2 separate regions of the Mus musculus genome follow, and region 1 is linked to region 2. The links are chromatin contacts, called in public Hi-C maps. All regions are on one chromosome and are shown on one strand. Each heading gives the region's core, a stretch centred on a gene start, on an enhancer-like site or on the middle of the called end of the contact. The rest is flanking DNA. Distances are from core to core; before and after follow the strand shown.

The links. A called contact is a pair of places that touch in the nucleus more often than the background predicts.
Region 1: a Hi-C map of the N1E-115 cell line shows a contact between it and region 2, with 4 times the contacts expected there. The contact joins the promoter of Galnt2 here to the enhancer-like site in region 2. A contact is called at or near these places in 7 of 484 Hi-C or Micro-C datasets (the N1E-115 cell line, cerebral cortex, forebrain and 3 more), 9 of 115 datasets of contacts at active chromatin or transcription factors (double positive thymocytes, embryonic forebrain, embryonic hindbrain and 2 more) and 1 of 9 other capture datasets (pancreatic islet).

Annotation. Positions count from the first base shown.
Region 1 is chr8:124,230,104-124,232,803 of GRCm38.p6, reverse strand. Galnt2 (polypeptide N-acetylgalactosaminyltransferase 2) reads right to left here and starts at 1,410. Exons shown (of 16, transcript NM_139272.2): 1 at 1,155-1,410. The coding sequence starts at 1,277.
Region 2 is chr8:124,139,130-124,141,926 of GRCm38.p6, reverse strand. It overlaps Gm30081 (a long non-coding RNA gene), which reads left to right. Exons shown (of 6, transcript XR_879345.1): 5 at 1-1,956; 6 at 2,768-2,797. Among named protein-coding and RNA genes, the nearest start is that of Gm30081, 12 kb to the left of the region's middle. Within about 2 kb of position 1,401, at least 21 of the 459 cell types and tissues checked have an H3K27ac peak or open chromatin away from gene starts, as enhancers often do. A contact at or near this core is called in the N1E-115 cell line and embryonic forebrain, where this site is marked.

The DNA of each region.
Region 1 (2,700 bases), core at 161-2,660, 91 kb before region 2:
CTAGGAATAACTTGAAGATGCCAGAGAAAAAGGGAATCAGCCATGTGCCTTTGACATTCAGTGTCTGAGTAGGGGTAAAGTCGGCGGCTGCTCATGGGCAGTCCATCCTACTCAAGATTCTACCCCCTATCTCCCTAAGCCGCGATCTACCTCCATTCTTTTCTGGTCGTGTACTGTTACTCAAAATCAAGTAAGGAGGGCTACAAATCTTTGGAAAAGATAACTATATTTCGAAGCTCGTTAGCTAGTAAAACACCACAAACCCCTCAGGAGAGAATACAACAGCCTAGACAGCACCAACCAAGGCAAGGATCCCACGCTCGCTCGGTGTCCACTCGGTACCCAAGCCGAGATGACTGCCGAATCAGAACCTGTAAGCTCTAAGACTCCCGGCCTCACTACCGAACCCACCAGAGACACACACCGAGGAGGGACTTGGGGTTAGGAAATGCGGACTTGGGGTTAGGAAATGCAAGCGCAAAAGGCTAGGTAGTTCCCGCCGCCGTGAGCGGCCAAGGGCCGAGGTGGGCAGTGTAGCAAGTAGAACGGGAGGTCTGACAGAACCACGGTACGACCTCACTGCCGGGGTGCTGGATGGGGAGGATAGGGAGGGATCACGCCTCTGATCACTGGAGCACCAGGGTTCCAGCCCGACCAAGGTCCCCAAGATCTGGGCGCAAGACGAGAGGGTCGCGGGTTCCAGTTGGGCGGAATGTGGCTCGGGGAGCACCGGGTTTCGGGTGACAACGATCCCCAAGATCCCGGAGCAGGGAGTGGGGCTCCGGGGTGATCTGGGCGGAGTACGGAGCAGGGGGCAGGGAGTCCGGCGGAAGGGTTGTCCCTATGATCCCGGCACAGGGAGTGGAGCGCAGTGTCGCCAGCGAGATAACAGCCTCCAAGATCCTGGCGCAGGGCGGTACGTGGCTCCGGGTGCCCGCGCCCCGCATGCGGGAGGCAAGTCGCTGCACCCAGAGCCGCGGGTGAGCCGGACAGGGCCGGAGCTCGCGCCGCTGGCCTGAGGGCCCGGAGAAAACTTGAGGCGCGCGTCCCGGCCAGGGTCCCCACATCTGCTGCCCCGAGCCGGGGAGCACTCTCGGTGCACGGCGCCTCCCCGCTGCAGGCCCGGGTCGGCGCACAGGCCTCGCGGCACTCACCTTCCTGCCGGCGCCGCCCCCGCCCGCGGCCAGCGCGGAGCCGCCCCCCGAGTACATGTAGTAGGCGATGCCCAGGACCCAGAGCAGCGCGAAGCACAGCAGCATCCGCGAGCGCCGCCGCATCCTCGCTCTGGGCGGCCGCCGGGCAGCCTGGCGGCGCGGCGGGCGGAGCGCGCGGCGGGCGGAGCTCGGGGCGGCGGCGCGGGAAGACGCGGCGCTCGGCGGGCGGCGCTCGGCGCTCGGCGCTCGGCGCCCGGCAGGAAGCGGCGGCCCAGCGGCGGGGTCAGGGAGCAAAGGGCGACCAATCGACGCTGAGGGGCGGGCGCGGGGGCGGAGCCGAGTCTCCATGGCAGCGGCGCCCCGCCCACTGCGCGCCCCCGGGAGTGGCAGGTGGAGGCAGCGGGCGCGGACGCGCGGTTCCCCAAAGACTTGGAATGGGCCAGTCTGCAGAGATCGCCCCGGCCCGCCATCCGTCACATTCACTATTTGGGCAATAGTGGGTTCTTGGGTTTTTATTTTTTATTTGTGCTTTCTCTTTTTTAATATAAGGTCTCATCCTATAATCCAGACTGACCTCGAACTCACCATCCAGCCCATGCTGGCCTCAATCTCGCAGCACTCCTTTTGCATCAGACTTCTGAGTCCTGGGATAACAGGAATGCACTGCCCTGTGGTCTGAACAAGACTAAGACAGGGAAGGTAGATTTCAAGGCGCTTGCTTGTAAGGATGACCCTTCCTGCTCTTAAAAGCAAAATGGAATGGTGGTGGTTTTAAATAAACGTGAAAAAGAGGGGAGATAGATGGTAATTTATGTTTTTAAATCTTTTCGGTTTTTTATTGGTTGCTTTCTTGAAGGAATGAGGTGAGCATAGTAACCCACTTAATAGAGCAGGCAGCAGCGAGTTCCCTGACAGCAGCTCTGGTGACTGTAACCTTGTCCATGACCTTGTGACTCTAAGTCCCTGTGTCTGGAAAAGAATTTCCAGTACTTGAGAGCCTGCAAATATTTCTGAGATCTGCCCACACTGCAGGAGGAAGGAACTCCCTGGGCGGCAGTCTGCCCAATCCTGAACAAAGAGCACCGCAAGCCTTGGGCTACCAGGATTCTGAGCCTCACCTGAACTTCAGACTTCTCAGAAGTGAGAAGGGAAAGCCTCTTAGTTCCACCAGACACCCCATTCCTGAAGACACCCCATTCCTGAAGACATCCCATTCCACCAGGCACCCCATTCCACCAGGCACCCCATTCTGCAAACACCCTTCACAGAAGACAGGTTTCTCATACCCTAAGAAGTTCCGTTCCAAGTACTAGAATCCGAGCACTGTACTGACCAGGGAAGAGATTTGTAAAATACTGAAGAGATGACAGGCTTGAAAACACCCAAGAGTCTTGGGGACAGTCAGATAAGTGGGAACAACTGTTGCCCCTCAGAGGCCTGGGAGTGAAGGGAAAGAAGAGGAAGCAGGACAAACCCCAAAGAGCAGGAAAGAGACAAGCAAGTGGCCCCTCCCCCAGCATAGCATCAGCATCAGTATCTGTTGAAA
Region 2 (2,797 bases), core at 152-2,651:
TGCCGTGGAGTCTCCAAGACTGGCACTGTGCCTGGCCTTCGGATTCCTATAAAACAAAGAACCAAACAGCAGGATGCCCGGGTCTCCTGAGCCCAGCCCTGCTTTCCTGGGGTTTGAAATGTTCTTCATCTGCACAGTGAAGGAAAATGGTGCTGTCCTCAAGTGGGAGCCTAGTGTGACATGCACTTGGCCCAGAAATCCAGCAGGTGCGTCTCTTCCTGGTTTAGATTTCTCTCCTTTCCTTCAGTAAACCCAAAGAGCTATTCACGTTTCATTAAATTGATTCAGATTGAATCTAAATGAGGGTTAAATATAATTTTCTGAACACTACCAAGCTGCAATTCCTGTGCCTAAATAAAAAAATAACAAACGATTGAAAAGGAGGTGCCAGTGGGGCTTCACGGATGGGGGGAGCGGTTCAAGCCCTCTGCATTTGCTTCAGATAATTCGATTTGCTATATGTCTGTGAGTGCATTTCTCCAGCCACCCCAGACACATTCCAGGCATAGGAGACTCACGAGCCAGCCACCTTAGCAATAGAGGAGGCAGACAAGAGACACCAGCAGAGGTGGGCGCCCCAACGGAGTCCCTGGGGACTGATTATGCTGCCCAACCATTGTCCTTTGTGTTTGTGTGATGAAGTCGTGGTTAAAGCACAGTTCCTCGCACTTTGTTGCCAGCTCTCGGGACAGCATTAAGCTTCCCTTCTGGACTCAGAGTCTCCTGTTGAAAAGCGATCAAAACAATCCTAGGAGCAGGTGGACGATAAATTAATGAACACAATCTCTTGCTTCAAATTGCACCCGGGAAGAAATTAATTACCGGGCAAATGAGAAACAAAGAGGGATCCCCGCCCCCTGCAGCCTCCAAGCCCTTTGCGATTTTGTTCTCCTGAAATCTAATTTCCGAGAAACACTTCAGGGAGGCCGCGGAGCCCGCATTAGATTCTTAGCAGCGCACTAATGGGCAGCCATCATTCCTCAGTAAGGAGCCTGCGCCCTGCGACAGGGCCAGGACTGACAAGAGCGATATTTCAGGGGAGCAGCAGCTGTTCCCAGCACAGTTAATAAGCAACAGGCAGATGGGGTGCCAACGGAGCTGGGGGGCTGGACCCCCCGAAGGTAGATGTAAACTTTATTTATAGGATAATCTGTACAAGTGCATAAAAATCTTTATTTTTCCATAGCGAACATTTCATTCCTGCCCAGAATGTAAACATGTCTTCCAGGGCTCTCAGCTGTCCTTCACGGAGTTTCTGAGGAGCACGTTGCCTCTGACAATGTCACCCTGGCAGCTATTTATAGGACCCTGCCACTCGGTAGGATCTAAGGGAAGCAGAGCTGGGTGACCTTGTGAACAGGGCCGCTGGCCCCTAAATCTCTCCTCTGTCACACATGAGCTAGAGGCTTGCCTCCTCCCTTTGCCTTGGGCTGATGGATCCCACTGCCTTGCCTTCAGCTCCACCCTCTCCGTGGGAAACGTAAAGCCCATAGCCCCTTCACTGGACCAGTTGCAATATTAACTTATCTCCAAGGCTTGCTCAAGGATGCATAGGCCACACCTGTGCCCTGTTTGGTTGAAGACCACAGACTCCCCTATAGCCACAGGGCTGTGATCAGCCGACTGCCCAGATGCCTGGCCAGGAACACAGGCAGAATTCTAACTCAGACACTCAATGCTGACAACCGGCAGCCACACGGGCTGTGCCTCGTACTTCAGAGGCTGCGGCCATATTCTCCAGGGACACATTGTTTCTAGCTCACGGTGAACTCTCTATGGAACGTCACTTAACAGCTCAAAATTATATACTCAGTCACCCGAAGCTCCAGTGCCATAATTAATGGCTTGGTCCTGCCAGGGGAACACCTGAAGACAGTCAAGTAAGGGACATGGGGTAGCTGAGAAAGAAGCCCAGAGCACCTATTCGTTTGTATCTTCGGTCAAAGATGCAAAATGGTTAGTTTTTTTGGTCTGTTTGTTTGTTTGTTTGTTTGTTGGTTTTGGTTTGGTTTTTTTTTTTTTTAGCTATATATTTATGCCAGAGCCTCAGGTCACAGACTTTTTTCTGACACATAAGAACTAAGAGGCGTTGTGTACCCCTTAGGTCATACCAGGGTCCCACAGCCACCACGAGTTGCTGGCATTGTCTGACAGCATGCATCCAACAAGGGATCTAGCTCTTCCAATACTTTTGCCAACAAAACCATCATATGTCTACCCAACCACACTTAACACTTCTTGACACTTCTAAATGGCTCTCTTAAAGGGGAGGAGTGATTTGCATGCAACAGGAGTAGACACCAGGGAAGGAAGCAGGCGTGTCTCGACGTAGGAGTCTGTGTCATAGGGCTCTCTTTTTGTGCTCGAGGGTGTGAGACTGGTGTTTGTGTTGATATGGCATCTCCAGGGTTGCAGAGGCTTCCTCAAGGCCCGTTTGTTGCATTTGGAGCCCCTGGTGCTCTACCAAACACTCCTATGTCAGGCGAGTTTCAAATAGAGTCAAGAGAGCCACTGGCTTAAGAAGGGGAGGTGGCTCAGTTGGTAAAGCACTTGCCTTGCAAGCACAAGGACCCATGTTTAATACCCATCACCCGAGTAAAAGCCAGCTTGGTGGTCTATACATATCATTCCAGCCTGGGAAGCCAAATGAGGCTAACTGAGGGGGTTTTTTTTGTTGTTGTTGTTTTTGGTTTGTTTTTTTTTTTTTTTTGGTTTTCTTTTTTTTTTTAATAAGAAGAGAATATTATTTTCTCTTTTTGTCACTTAGAATTAACTAAAGATGTTGTCTACTGATGTC